2 separate regions of the Rattus norvegicus genome follow, and region 2 is linked to region 1. Evidence: chromatin contacts called from public Hi-C data. All regions are on one chromosome and are shown on one strand. The core of a region is the stretch at or near the end of the contact, and the rest is flanking DNA. Distances in the headings are between cores, read along the strand shown. Region 1 has its middle 31 kb from the start of Itm2c. Region 2 holds the start of Psmd1 (proteasome 26S subunit, non-ATPase 1).

Region 1 (7,447 bases), core at 4,818-7,317:
CTTAGACAAAATGCTAACACCCCAACCTCCCCCAGGCCTGTCTCCTTTTGTCATTCATCCTGGGCACACAAAATCACTCTGGGCTCCAGCCTTAGCTTCTGGAGTGGCTTTGGGAACCACTAGTTCCCAGCTTTGAACACACTTTCCTCATGGCAAGAGACACGGGTGACTGTGTGTTCTTCCCACCAGCTCTCGGTACTTGCTGGTGTGTTGTAAATCTATTGGTGCTTTTGGGGTGACTGCAAAGGGCTCTGGCTTTTAAGAAATTTAGCTGGGCAGGAAAGCAGAAGACGAGAAAGAGGTGTGGAGTCTCAGGCTTTAAGGACAGATGCCGGGCTACCCCAACCCCATTGCTGCCCCATCCCAGCCTGGGACCAGCAAACACTGGCTTATTATGCTCCGCAGCGCCTGCGCAGGCCTGCAGCCAATTCTGCAGCTCAGCTCACAATGCAGTCTCTGCAGGAAGCATGGGGGAGGAACTGACTGGTCCCAAAGGCATCTTCGGGCTCACGGGAATGAGGCAGTCAGTGGTGGCTTATGTCAGTGGTGGCTACAAGCCGTCTGCTGGAGTCCTGCATGGCTTGGGAACGTGGGCAGCCTCTAACCTATCTAGGAACCTTTCTTTCTATGTCGATAAGAGATGGGAAACGTGATTGTCTCTCTGTTCTTCGTGTCCAGTGAATGGGGGACAGGACAGGCCATGAAAGGAAGAGGGCATCCTGGCCCCTTGCCATCCCATGGTGGCACCCACCTCTCAGGCTCATCGGACTCTTTCTGCCTTAGGGAACCTCTGTGCAAACAATACTGCCCACGGAGGCTACCCAGCTCAGGGACCTCCCAGTAGGGCTGGAGCTCCTAAAGCCAGTTTACTGTTACCAAGGAAACCATCTCCCAAGGCTCCAGGGCTGAAATGTGCTGGGCAGAGACGATGCCTAGGAGACCTTTGGGCCGTCTCCAACTTGGTCTTGTTGCCGTTGTTGTTGGTAATAAAACTCAGATTTACCCGAATGGGACCCAACACAGGATGGAAAGAAAAGCATTTCAGTGGCTCCAGGCAAGTCCTGGAACTTCCGTGGTCCCATGTTGCAGCGAAAGACTAGACATCCGATGTCCTGGCTCAGCAGGACTGTGTTCTACTGGCTCTGCAGGCATGGTAGACAGAGCTGCTGCTGTCCCTCTTTGGAGAATTGGTGCACCCAACGCACTGTGAACCTTCATGGAAAGGGAGGCAGGGAGCCAACAAGACACCCTAATGCCTAACTCTCACCCCGCATAGAGAGGGCATTGCCTTGGCTTCTAAGCTGCTGTGAGAAATTCCTTTCCTGGGCATTCCTCTCCTGGGCTGCAGGACTTCAGATCTGGATGGAATGGAACGCAGAATAGAAGGAGAGGAGGCCAATCAGCATGGCGACGTACACTCATTAGCACTACCTCGGGCTCAGAACAAGATCATGGCACATCATCTCTGCTCTCTAGGAGCTGACAGACCTGGCGAGCCACTGATTGCCTGGACTCTGGAACCTCTATCTGGCAGATCTGGATGGAGATCAAGGAGTAAAACGCAGGTAGACAGCACTGCAGATCACGAGGGTAGAGGAACAAGCTCTAATGGTTAGGCAGTGTGCCAAGTGCAATACTGTGGGAAATCCAGGGCACAGTGAAAGGAGTCTGACCTGTCTTAAGATAGGGACCTGTGTTAAATGCCACCCCGTGTCATCAGGGTCACACTGTCACAGTTTTCAGATGCTCCCGTGTGATTCATTTTGGGTTCCTTGTTTACCCCAACAGTGTTCTCTTCAGACTGCAGAGAAACACATCCCTATGCAGGTGAATGGTAACCAGCTCTAAGCAGCCACCGATGACAACCATCTCTCCCAGCCCTTGAGGCTATGCATGAACCAGAGCTCCTTGGGTTTCAGGACTTCCCAAACACTGCAGAGAGAAGAAGGATGGGAACTGCCCAGGACACACACAAACTGCCGAGCCAGCTGCTCATGTTGTAGTCTCTGACTTCCTTCTCAGCCTGCAGCTGGGGCTAATGGACCGCGTTTCTTGGATGTTGCTCTGTGACCCATCTGCTCTTTACCCTCTCCAAAAATACCAAACCTGCAGTCCTAGTTGTTTGGAGTCCTACTGACCACTACATTCTAGCCACTATTTGAAATTTTCTCTACAGGCCAGAAAACAGGGGACTGCTTTTTGCCATTTCTGTTCACCTCAGTTGAATGTTTTTTGAACAGTATTTATAGATCCTTCACTGAGTCTGTAGAAAAAAATTAAAAGCTTTCTTGAGGAAGGTGCTAGAATGTGTGTAACTGAGCCGTTCATCTTTCACACCTTACAGATCACTCTAGAGCCTCTCACTCACAGAGAGAGGCCACTGCTGACACCATACCTTTGTGTAGGCTGAAACCAGACTCAGCCATCACACCTAGAACTCCCTGGCTTTAGTTCTGGGCTGGGTAGCCCTAACCTCTGGGGCTTTGCTGGGTTTGACTTCCCACGAAGGGGTTGAGACCCACAGGTTGAAAACCACTGAGATCACCTAGGAGACAGACTTTGGGCATATCCAAGAGGGAGTTTCTAGATTGATTAATTAAGGTGGGATGACTGAGCCTGCATGTGGACAGCACCATTACAAAGGCTGGGGTCGTGCATTGGATGAAGTAGGTAGCAAGCTGTGGAAGCCCAAGCGTCCATCTCTCTCTGCTTCCCCATAGCTACTGCCAAAGTTCATGGTGAACTAACTCTACCCTCAACCTGGGAGGGAAAATAAACCCTTCATTCCTCCAGTTGTATTTGCCCGAGTATTTTGTGGTTATTTTGTTGCAACAGTAAGAGAAGTAACCAACACATTTATCACTAGACTCCTAACACAGCAGCCTCTTGAGGCCGGTGGGATTGTTACGCCTAACCCCACTCTCTCTTGTAGTTGTTAGAGGAGGTTACACATATATCTGTTCTGCCTGGTAACATAGGGTGGATCAATTGACCAAATAGAGCAGACAGATGTTCTTACACAGAGAGAGGCAAGAGTCTACCCTGGGGTAACCACCCCATCCGTCCCTTTTTGCCTATGACTCTCTAGGCTCTTACATGCTGTATCTGCCTGTTGAGGAACCTCTCTGCTCCAGCCCACAGCGTCAATTGGTGTTAAGGTTTAAATGTGAAATATCCCCTGTAGGCTCAAGCAATTTTTTTTGAACATTTGGTTACTCAGCTAGTGGCACCATTATGAGAAGTTATAAAAACCTCTAGAATGTAGGACCCAGCTGGCTGATGAGGCCACTGGGGGTTAGGCTTTGAGGATCATAACCCATTCTGGATTCCAGAAAAACAACTACTCCTCCCCCTCCCCTCCTCCTCCTCCTCCTCCTCCTCCTCCTCCTCCTCCAACTCCTTTTTTCTCTTCCTCTTCTTTGTCTTCTTTATCTTCTTCTTTGCTTGTGTCGGTCTTCATTTTTTGTTTTTGTTTTGTTGTTTTGTTTGTTTGTTTGAGACAGGCTCTCAATATGTGGGTGCAGCAGGCCTGGAAATTACTATGTAGACCAGACTTGACCTTGAACCCACAGAGAGCTGCCTGCTTCTGCTTCCCAAGTACAGGGATTAAATGCATGTGTCACCACACCCAGCTTAGCTTTCCACTTCTTTTTTTTTTTTTTTTTTTTTTTTTTTTTTGGTTCTTATTTTCGGAGCTGGGGACCGAACCCAGGGCCTTGCGCTTCCTAGGTAAGCGCTCTACCACTGAGCTAAATCCCCAGCCCCCAGCTTTCCACTTCTTGATCCATGGAAATCTAAAGAAGCTGAATGCTTCACACTCCCCACTGTGCCCTGGCCACAGACAGGAGCTGATTCCAACACTATCCAATATAATTACCCCACCGCAATGGACCATATTCTTTATGACCATGAACTACAATAAATCCCTCCTCCCTAAACTGCTTAAATCTCACAAACCAGAAATGCAACCCATAGGTTGGCCATGCTGTTCAATGGGCAGAGTTTTGAGGTAGGTGCTACCCTGGAGGATCCCCCTTCCAAAGTGAAGGCACAGACTGTATAGATTCCACCCAGGCCTACCTCCATAGCCGTGCGACATGGATTATTGAGTTCCTACCTAATGTCAAGTGTTCTGTGAAGTTTTGGACCTCCAGATCTCTGCCTTTAAAAGCTTCTGAGTCCAAAGATTCTTTCAAAGAGCCAGAATATAATCGTTTGAGATGTTCTGAAGCTTGCAGTATGTTGAAACTCCCTAAACTTATTGTTGTTGCCTCTAAAGCAGCCACAGACAGCGTGGACAGTTGTGATCATGTGCCAATATGACTTTATGGGCAACAGCTTAGAGTAGAGTGAGAAACACACACACAAGACCTCAGAATACCTGTCAGGCCCCTGCTGAAGGAGTTGCTCCAGGCAGCTCCATAGGATGTGTGGCAGTTGATCGACCTAACAATTGACAGTGCATAATCCAGCAGAGACAATGGCAGCTGACCAGAAAAGCAAAGCAGAAGACAGTGTCTGAAGGGCTGGAAGGATCTAGAGCACTGTGAGCTTTTCTGGAGACTTCTAGCCCCTCCAAATCCTGGGCCACTTTCCAGATCCACGAGACCCGGCCCAGACAGCCCCTGGTGTCCTGTTTTCTCTCTTCCCATATATAGTTGACCTTTTGTATTTATAGTTTCCGTATCTGAGGAGCCAATCAATAGGACTGAAAATATCTGGGGAAAATGTGTTTGTAATTTTTCTTGTCATTGTTTCCAATCAGGCACAAACTGTTTATTTAACATTTATATTGTATCCCATTATCTTAAGTGACATAAAGGTGATTTAAAGTATATGGGGGTGTGCTTGGCAGGTAATGGTGCTTGGCACACAAACCTGGGGACTTGAGTTTGGTCCGCAGGGCCCAGTCTAAAGGTAGAAGGAGAAAACTGACTCTACAAAGTTGTCCTCTAACCTCTACATGTATGTATGTGGTACCATGAGTCCTCAACACATTCACTTCATGCATATAATGCATTAATAATAATAGCCTTGGAGTATGTGGGACATGAAAATAGGTCCTATACATATAAAATGTTAATTCCTGTAAGAGAGTGGAGCCTCCATTGTTCTGAGGGATGACTATATCCTCACAGGAAAAAAAAAATTTCCTTTCTTTCTTGTTTAATACAATCATTTCCAGCAAACTTCTTAGGCCATACAACTCTCACCACCATTAGTCTCTGTCAAAAACCTGCTTTTATCCAAGAATGTGGGTGAGGGTTTCCTGTCATCAAAACTCAACTACCCCAGTACTCTGTGGAAGAGTACCTTGGAGAAGGTCTCCCCACAGAGACCCAGGGATGATGACATGGGAGAATCTCCTGGGAACTGTGTGAGGAGCAGCTCCTTCACCTCTTAGACCTTTAAATGACAGTGGCCAGGTGCCCACATCTGAGCCAGGAACCCCTTGCAGTACACAGGCATGGATGAAACCTTCCTTCAGTGCAACCCGCCAGACCCCCCCCCCCTCCATGCACACAGCAGCATCCTGTTCCTTCCCACGCAGGTATGGTCCTCTGGCCTGCTTTCGATGTCTGTGTACAGAACCTTCAAATCCCTTGGTAGTTCAGTAAGTCCCCACCACAGGAAGGGGACAGATCTGTACTTGTCCCCGAGGCAGTCGGTAACTGACTTTGCAGCCAGCATCACCTCAGAGTTATCAGCCAGGAAGAGTCCTATCGCACGCAGGGTTTCTAAGGCATTGAGCTGAAATTGTCACGAAGGCCTGTCATTCTGAGGTTGGTGGAAGAGGTCTGGCCTCTCCCCTGCTTTGTTTCTCTGGTAGGAGAAAACTCTTTCGGTCTTACCCTTGCCCCATGGCCCCAGCTCTTTCCTCTTTTTCCATAGCCATTCTCACTGTAGAAATGTCATTTCGTCTTTAATTAACAGTAGGATTCTTTGTTGCCTGCAAGAGGATCCAGTTGGAGCTAAATCAAGTAAATAGGGGCTCCTTCTGGGGACCTGGAGCAGCTTGCAGTTGCAAAGCAGTTGCTAGGTAACCAATACTGCTGCCTCTGCCTTGGGGTGTTTCCAACAGCCTTAGGCCTCCCTCAGCCTCTTTCTTGGCAGAAAGCATCTGCTAGCACAGTGTGGGGTGACGGTCCCTAGCCTTGGACCTTTATGTCCTGTACAGACAGGGAGGAAGGACATTATCCTAGACACTGTCTCTGGAAGATGTCACACTATTATGGCTTGAATATAAAATTCCCTGCAGGATCTAGGGACCACTTGGCCCCCCATCTGGTAAAGCTATTTGGGGAGGTTCTGGAAACTTTAGGAGGTGGGCCCTAGTCAGAGGAAATAGGTCACTGAAGGCAAACACCAAGGTTCTAGTCTCTAGCTCCGTTTTTACTTCCTGTCTGCGAAGAGGGAAACAGCTTCCTCCGGACCCGTCCTACTACCATTATGTTCCGCACAGACTCAAGCAACCATGAAATGAACCTGTGTTTCTACTCTGTTGGAAAGGCATCCTGGTACTCAGAAGCCCAGGAATCACACCGCTCTGAGAAGCCTCTTCAGCAGAGGTGTGGCCATTCCCAGGGGAGAGTATCCCCAGCCGAGCCCAGGAGCCTCAGTCTAGTTCCTTCTTTGCTTCTGCTTTTCTCTTCGGTGCTTCTTTTCTTCTTGTCCTCTTCTGCCGAGAGAGTCACAGCAGGTAGAAAAGCTCATGAAAGAGATTTATTGAAGGGTCCAGGGTGTGGAGGAGATGAGCTCAGGGACAGTCACCGTCTCTGCTCCTGAGAGCGGACAGCCGGAAAATGGATAAAGGGCAGGCCTTACATAGGATTTCTTATTAAGGGGCGGAACTTTTCAGGGCAGAGATTTCCAGACTGAGGATTGGTGGGATTTCAAGTCCTGAGTTTGGGAAGCTCAGGGATTGGTGGGGTTTCCTGTTCAGCAATTGGTGGAGTTTTGTGCTCAGGGATTGGTAAGTTTTTGTGGGAGGCTCGGGGATTGGTAGGTTTTTCTGTTCGGGAATTGGTGGCTTTTTTCACCCCCTTTTCCCTGCATCAGCCCTTTGGGTTAAAGTGGAAGTCCTTCCCGGCTGCAGCTGGCTTTTGGTGAGGCACCACCTCTGTGGGGCTGCTCAAGGGAGGCTACAGAGGAGGTGCTGGACTGTGGACAGCTCCTGCGGGACAGCTCTTGCAGTGGTTTCATCAAGGATGTAAGCTGAGGAGATGTCCTGGGTGGTGCTGCCATTTTAGACAACTCCCTAGGGACGTTTTTTACTGCTGTAGCCATAGGTTTGGGTGGAAGGAGAGGGCTGCCGTTGCTTTGATGGCTTTTGTGCTGCCCCACAAAACCCAGTAAAACTGAGCCAAAGGAAAGCCTTCCTGCCTCGGGTTTCTGTCAGGTATCTGCTCACAGTGGTAAATTTCTAACCATACTCCACTCATACTCT
Region 2 (6,871 bases), core at 2,360-4,859, 130 kb after region 1:
ATTGGATGTGAGTGAGACAGGGGTAGGGGATTTGGTGGACAAAATAGGAGGGGTCACCGGAACAGAACATAAGCAGAACAAGTTAGTCCTGATGACCTCCTCAGACAAAGACATGGTTGTGAAGGTGGGCATAACAAGGTAGTCATAGCAACAGCCAATCATAACAAGGTAGTCATAGCAACAGCCAGGCATAATGAGGTAGTCATAGGTGTTCATATAACCTTTTGAAACAAAGGTAGGGTGGCAAGATGGTTATAAACAACTTTTTGTAACAAAGACGTGATTGCCTGTGGAGGGCCATTCAGGAGGAAGATGTGGCACAGAACCATTTGCTATTAAGGTTCCAAGCAGGGCATATTCTTGAGAAACAGATTTAATCATAAACAGATAAGCCTAGTTTATCTTTACTATACGATGGCTTTTAGGCCTAAGACAGAAGCAGGCTGGTTCTTCGCTTCACTCCTGTATTACTCTGTGCCAATCGTTCGGACTTCTCTGGGGTCCTTATGTGGCATTATCTCTGTAGAACTGAACCCCCAGCACTCGATCTGCCAATCTGTTACGCAAACCTCTTTGGTCAGTGCCTTTCCATTTGAGTCATGAGCTCAACTCCTTCAAAGGAGTTTGTTTTCTGCAAGTATGGCTTTGAAATCTAAATTACTAAGAGTTCACACATACAGTCAAGTATGGCACCAGTCACATTTAATTTGGTGGCAACGGCAAAACACTGATGTGTCTCACTTACCATATTGGATTGTTTTGAGAAGGCTGTAGAAGTAGGCTTTGGGCACTGCTCTCCGAACAGTAGTTTGGTGGAGAGGAACTAGTGGGTCAACGGTCCTGCTGGCCAGGGATGAGACTAGACCGTGAGTGAGTAAGAACAATGACCCCGGGTTCTGTCCCCGGCAACTTCCTACCGTACACAAATCACTGTTTACCACTACTCTGTGTCAGTTTCCTCAGCATTGGCTAGTGAAGTAAATTTGCTGTTGAAACTGCTGTATGACAGTAAGTGACTGACGAGATGGCTGGGTGGTTAAGAGCACTGACTGCTCTTCAGAGGACTAAGGTTTAATTCCCAGTACCACACAGGGGCTTAACAGCATCAGTAATGCCAGTTCCAAGGGACCTAATGCTCACCTTTGGTTTCCAAGGGCAGTAGGCATGCATGTGGCAGCAGGGACATGGACACATGGACACACACACACACACACACACACACACACATACACACATACACACCATCCATATGCATAGTTTTTAGTTAAAAAAGAGAGTAAGTAAAAGTCCCAACTGTCATTTCAAAATTCTGAAGATGTATTAGGAACTTTTTGTTAAGAGAAGGAAGCATTTGCTAGGAAGGAGAAAAAATACACGACATTGTTTCCTCTTTTGACGTATATTTTCCCCTTATAGTATCACTTACTTCCGATTTTTGTTCTGTTTTTAATATTTCCGTGTTTTTAAATTTATGTATTTTTTCAATGTATGAATGTCTGTCTGCACGTACACCTGCATACCAGAAGAGGGCATCAGATCCCCTTATAGATGGTCATAAGTTACCATGTAGTTGGGGGCATCAAGCTGAGGACCTCCAGAAGAACAGCCAATGCTTTCAACTAATAAGCCACTTCCCCAGACCGTTGTTTTGTTTTTTGAAACAGGGTCTCTCTATGAAGCACTGGCTGTCCTGGAATTCACTATAGATCAGGCTGACCTTGAATTTACAGAGATTCCCCAGCCACTGCCTTCAGAATGAGTGACCACACCCAGCCATACTTATGCCTTTTGAAACCTGTAAAATGTACGGTATTAGCTGTTCCAGAAGTAATGTTTTAAAAGTCTTATGGGGGTTATGGATGTAGGTCAGTAGGTGAAGTGCTTACCTAGCATGCGTAAGGCCCTGGTTCAGTCTCCCACACTGCATGCCACAGATATTGTGGTGCTATAATCTCTGCATTCTCCCATCAGACCTCGATCAGAAGTTCAAGGTCCTCCTCAGCTACAAAGAAAGTCTGAAGACAACCTGGGCTATTATAGAAGATCCTCCCCCTATTCTCACTGTATCTATAATAGACTAATTCATTCATTATCATAATAAAGTACTGTGAAGTTTTTGTATTTTGGAGGCAGGCTTTCTTTTTTAAAAAGATGTATTTATTTGTGTGTGTATATGTGCACTTGGGTATAGGTACCTGTGGAGGCAGAGGGAGCATCGAATCCCCCAGGAGCTGGAGTTATAGGCAGTTGTGAACTGCTCAGTGTGGGTGCTGGAGACTGTATTTGGGTCCTCTGGAAGCTTAACCATGAAAGGCAACTGCCCCTTTTTTTTTTTTTTTTTCTTTTTTTTCTTTTTTTCGGAGCTGGCGACTGAACCCAGGGCCTTGCACTTGCTAGGCAAGCGCTCTACCACTGAGCTAAATCCCCAACCCCGGCAACTGCTCTTTTAAGACAGGCTCTCCATCTATGACTCCTATCTCATCAGAATTCCCTATGGAGACAAGGCTGGCCTGGAACTCACAGATCTGCCTCCCGTTGCCTCCAAAGGGGTGCACCTCCATGTTTGACACCCGTAAAGTCTATTTTTGCGTGTGTGTTCATATTTGGGGTAAGGAGAGGTCCTCTGGAGGTTGTAGCTGTACAAAAGACACAGTCATGGAGGCAAGTTTGTGTCAAACTTGCACACATATATAAACACACACACATTATACACACACACACATACACACATATGTGCAAGTAGGCTGGAGGTTAACATTGGGTGTCTTCCTCAGTTGCTCTTCCACCCCTCCCTAGGACCCACCCCCTCAAAGGTCTCACTTTGTGGCTCTGGCTGTCCTGGAATCTACTTGTAGGCCAGGGTGGCCTTAAATCCACAGAGATCTGCCTGCCTCTGCCTTTGCCTCTGCTTCCTGGGTGCTGTGATTAAAGGCGTGAACCATTACACTCAGCCACTTTATTTTTTGAACCAGAGTCTCTTACTAGACCTGGAGCTCACTAACTGGCTGGACCAACAGCAAGCCCCAGATAATCGACCCGTTTTCACCTCCTCCAGCCCTGGGTTTACACCGGCCACTGAGAATCCAGACTCAACCCACTTAAGTGACCAAGTCGTCTCTCCAGCAGTATTCCACCACTACCTTTCCCCCACTTAAATAGCATATCTTTTATAACCTAGGCTGGCCTCGAATTCAAGATCCTTCTGCCTCAGTTGCTTTTCTAAGAAAACACGTACCTATATTCCCAATAGTCTTGGGTTGACGGGCATTACTGCAGTGAGACCGCCATACCATTAGGTGGCGCTGCGAGCACTGCTTAGACCTTCCCTAGCACCCTTTCTCTTAGCAATGGCGGATGATGAGAGGACCTCTCTTTGCAAGGGTGTCTATTTTGAAGCCTGATGGCAAGTGCAAATGAATGTTCGTTCCTAGCCGACCAGATCTATGACCTCGCGAGAATTATAAAAAACAACGGCATTATTTTACCCTATTGCATGGTATCGAGAGGCCGGAGCTGCCTAAAAGACACAGGCGTGGAGGTGAATTTGCGTCAAGCCTCAGGCGGAGATGAGGGCAGCCCTAGGGCGGGCGAGGTCCTCGGCTAGAAGCGAGCCGGCGGCCTGTGAGGGGACTGACTGAGCAGCGCACCCGGGAACCTGGAGGTGCGGTAGAGCAAGCGGGCCCTGAGCTGACAGATCCAGGGCTTGGCCAGAACTGTGGACGAGCGGATCGGCGAGTGCAGGGCGCAGCCATGATCACTTCAGCCGGTGAGTGCGGCCGGGAGCAGGCGCCCCAGTGAGGAGCCACCTCCGCGCCGGCGTTTAGCTGAGTCAGGGCGGGTGACTGGGCACCTCCGGGTCGAGCGCCGGCCTGCGCGGCCCCTCTGCCCGAGGCCCACCTCGGGGATCAAGGGCTGGGAGACTGACCAGGCTACTGCAGGCCCCTTGGGTTCGTAGGAATAGGACCAGGTAGCCACCTGAGCGTCCCTGGCCAGCCACACCCCCGTGCCAGGACCGGACCGGGCTCCTAGGCGGTCGCTGGACCTTTATTCTCTCTGTCCGCTTCTTGGTCGAATGACCCCCGATCCTTCCCCGTAGGTGTATCAGCTTGGGATGCGCCCCGGTGCCATCGTAACATCTTATAGCAGCTCCTGGCCGGGCAGCCTAACTGCTACACTTCTGTGCTTCTGGCTCGGGCTTGAGATACCTTCTCCTAGAAGTCCGAAAGTAGGTTTGAGGTGGCTGGGTTTCTGGGGCCACCTTATTCACTTAAGAACCTCGTTCAGTGAAGGAAGTATTGAGTGGAAAGCCAACTTACCGTGTGTGTTTGAGATTCTCGGGACTGCAAAGCCGGGTTCACCCACTTGTATAGTTTTAGGTACTTGTAGTGGCTATTGAAATGGGAAGGTGTTGGGATGAACTGCTAAATGGAAACTTTCAAGCCCACCACTATACACTTGATTTGCATATAGCTGTTCCCGGTCTTGGTGCTTTTTCAGCCTTGGCTGCTTGGTTGTCCTTATTCTGTACTTGCGCTACAAGTATTTGATTGTGAACAAACAGGTTCTCAGTAGACAGTAATCTGTATGGTGGGGACCTTAAGACCATCTTTATGAGGATTGGTTAAGGAAATGGGTAGAGATGTTAGACCTTTATTCTCTTCCCCCCTCTTCTCTTCTCTTTTATCGTTTTGTCTGTTTCAGACAGGCAATCACTTTGTAGCGCTGTCCCCGAACTCACTATGTAGACCAGGCTGACCTCAAACTCACAGAGATCTCCTGCCTCTGCTTCCCAAATACTGGGACTTATTTATACTCTGCACCACTACACCCTGTGATGGCTGTTTTCAGACACATGAAGAAGTGTTTGTACTTGAAGTCAGACTTTTGTCCTGATAAATACAGATGATTATAATGAACTTTAGTTCCCATCAAAGGAAATATTTCCTTTGTTTCCCAATAAGCTCTGGGGGTAAATACTAGATTTTTTTGACACTCGTAAGTCTAGGCTTAGGTCCCGCCATTACTCTTGGTCTTGTTGGCATTGCTGATCATAGTTGTGTCAGTGCTTAATAGAGTACTGTTAGAGTGGACCCAGAAATAGCTACCTCATTTGGAATGTGGTCCATGCCACCTTTGTCTCTTGCCTGGGCTATTAGACCAGCCTCAAGACTTTTTTCTAAGCTCATTCTCCTAGTTCCAGATTTGCTTTGGAAACTGTTGTATAGTTTCTCATTCTTGTTACACCATAGTGGCACTAGACTTTTTGTGACAGTCTCTCTCCTGCTTAAGAGCTCTTGTGCATTCTGTTCCCACTCTGGCCTTTTCTTCAGAAGGTCTCTAGATCTTCAGTGTTCATCTCAACCTTGCCCCTCTATAGAAGCCCTCTGACTGCACTGGCAGCCATCTCACCATCACAGTTCTGTAATGACCATGTTAGCTTGTCTGAGGCCGATACACTGAACTCCAGAGTAGAATTTTGGGCAGGAAACCTGTTTCCATAATTCTAAGGATGCTGCCATGTGTGGCAGATGTCAAAAAGTGTACCCTGATTGAAGAAATCAGTCCCCTGAGTTTTTAGAGCAGACTCAAAGAGGACTTGGTAGGAATATATGGACATTTTACCTTCTTTGTGGTGTCAGGACTAAGGGTTTTGAAGTCTTACCCTGAAACACTTGGAAGATAACATAGTATACATTTATAGCTATTGTTTATGTTTATTTAAGCACAATTAGCTTCTGCTCCAACCTTTTTGACACTTTGTTTCCCATTAGCTCGAGCTGGTTTAAGACCTGGGCTTAGGCTCTATCCCCAACACTAGAGAGGCCAGATTTATGAGTCTAGTATTCATTCATTTACTCACTGGGCACATGTGGTCGCTAAAAGCAATGGTGACTAAGAGGCAGTGTATACTATTTGTTTTGTTTTGTTTTAAAGAATTTGACTGTAAGAGGGAACGAGACAAAGATGTTAGTACTAATTTACTAGAAGGAAGCATGAGTTTGAATTAGATTAGATTGAACAAAGTGAATAGAGGAAGTATCACAGACTTCTTTAAAAAATAGCTTTAAAAAATAGTTGTCTACCCTCTATCCTCTTCTGACCTCCTGAATTGACCATTTTCAACTTTTAAGTAATATTTCCAGGACATATTTGTATATTGATAAATAATATGAAAATATCGCTATTAATCAAGTCAACAATTTAAGACATCATCTACTTAATTTCTATTATGACATAAGCTATTGTTTTTATTCAGGCTTTTATTTTATATGTGTGAGTGTCTTACCTTTGTGTATGTATATGTACCACCTGTGTGCCTGGTATCTGTAAAGGTCAAAAGAGGACATTGGATCCCCCAGAACTGAAGTTACAGGTGGTGGTGAGCCACTATGTGGATGCTAGAAATTGAACTCAGGGCCTCTGTAAGAGCAACCAGTGCTCTTAACCACTGAGCATCTCTCCAGCTTCATACAAGTTTTTAAAAAGCACTTAGGTCAGGAGCAGCAGAAATGGCTCAATGGTTAAGAGGACTTGTTGCTCTTGCAGAGGACCTGGGTTTGATTCCCAGCACCCACATGGTGGCTCATAGTTATCTGGAACTCTAGTTCCTGCCGATCAGATGCCCACTTCTGACTTCTGTGAGCACTAAGCACACACAGTACACATACATACATGCTGGCAGAACATTCACATATAAAAGAAAATTTAAAAAAAGGATTTAGGTCTTCACCTATCCAAAGTTGGATTCTATTTTGTCTTTAAATGGAAAATATTAGTGTAGGCATATATAGCATATTTGATTTAACTGTGCTCATCATTGAAGACCGATTGCTATGCCAGGAAACCATGTAAGAAACCAGTCACAATTGAA

What was found. A called contact is a pair of places that touch in the nucleus more often than the background predicts.
Region 2: a contact with region 1 is called in a Hi-C map of frontal cortex, with 2.4 times the contacts expected there. The contact joins the promoter of Psmd1 here to the enhancer-like site in region 1. A contact is called at or near these places in 2 of 12 Hi-C or Micro-C datasets (frontal cortex and liver) and 1 of 1 datasets of contacts at active chromatin or transcription factors (oligodendrocytes).

What each region holds. Positions count from the first base shown.
Region 1 is chr9:94,021,429-94,028,875 of GRCr8, forward strand. No RefSeq gene overlaps it. Among named protein-coding and RNA genes, the nearest start is that of Itm2c, 31 kb to the left of the region's middle. Within about 2 kb of position 6,068, at least 51 of the 93 cell types and tissues checked have an H3K27ac peak or open chromatin away from gene starts, as enhancers often do.
Region 2 is chr9:94,154,362-94,161,232 of GRCr8, forward strand. Psmd1 (proteasome 26S subunit, non-ATPase 1) reads left to right here and starts at 3,610. Exons shown (of 25, transcript NM_031978.2): 1 at 3,610-3,766. The coding sequence starts at 3,751. LOC120094731 (a long non-coding RNA gene) reads right to left here and starts at 859. Exons shown (of 3, transcript XR_005489268.2): 1 at 746-859. It overlaps LOC134480602 (a long non-coding RNA gene), which reads left to right and starts at 920. Exons shown (of 2, transcript XR_010055046.1): 1 at 920-1,008; 2 at 1,972-2,119.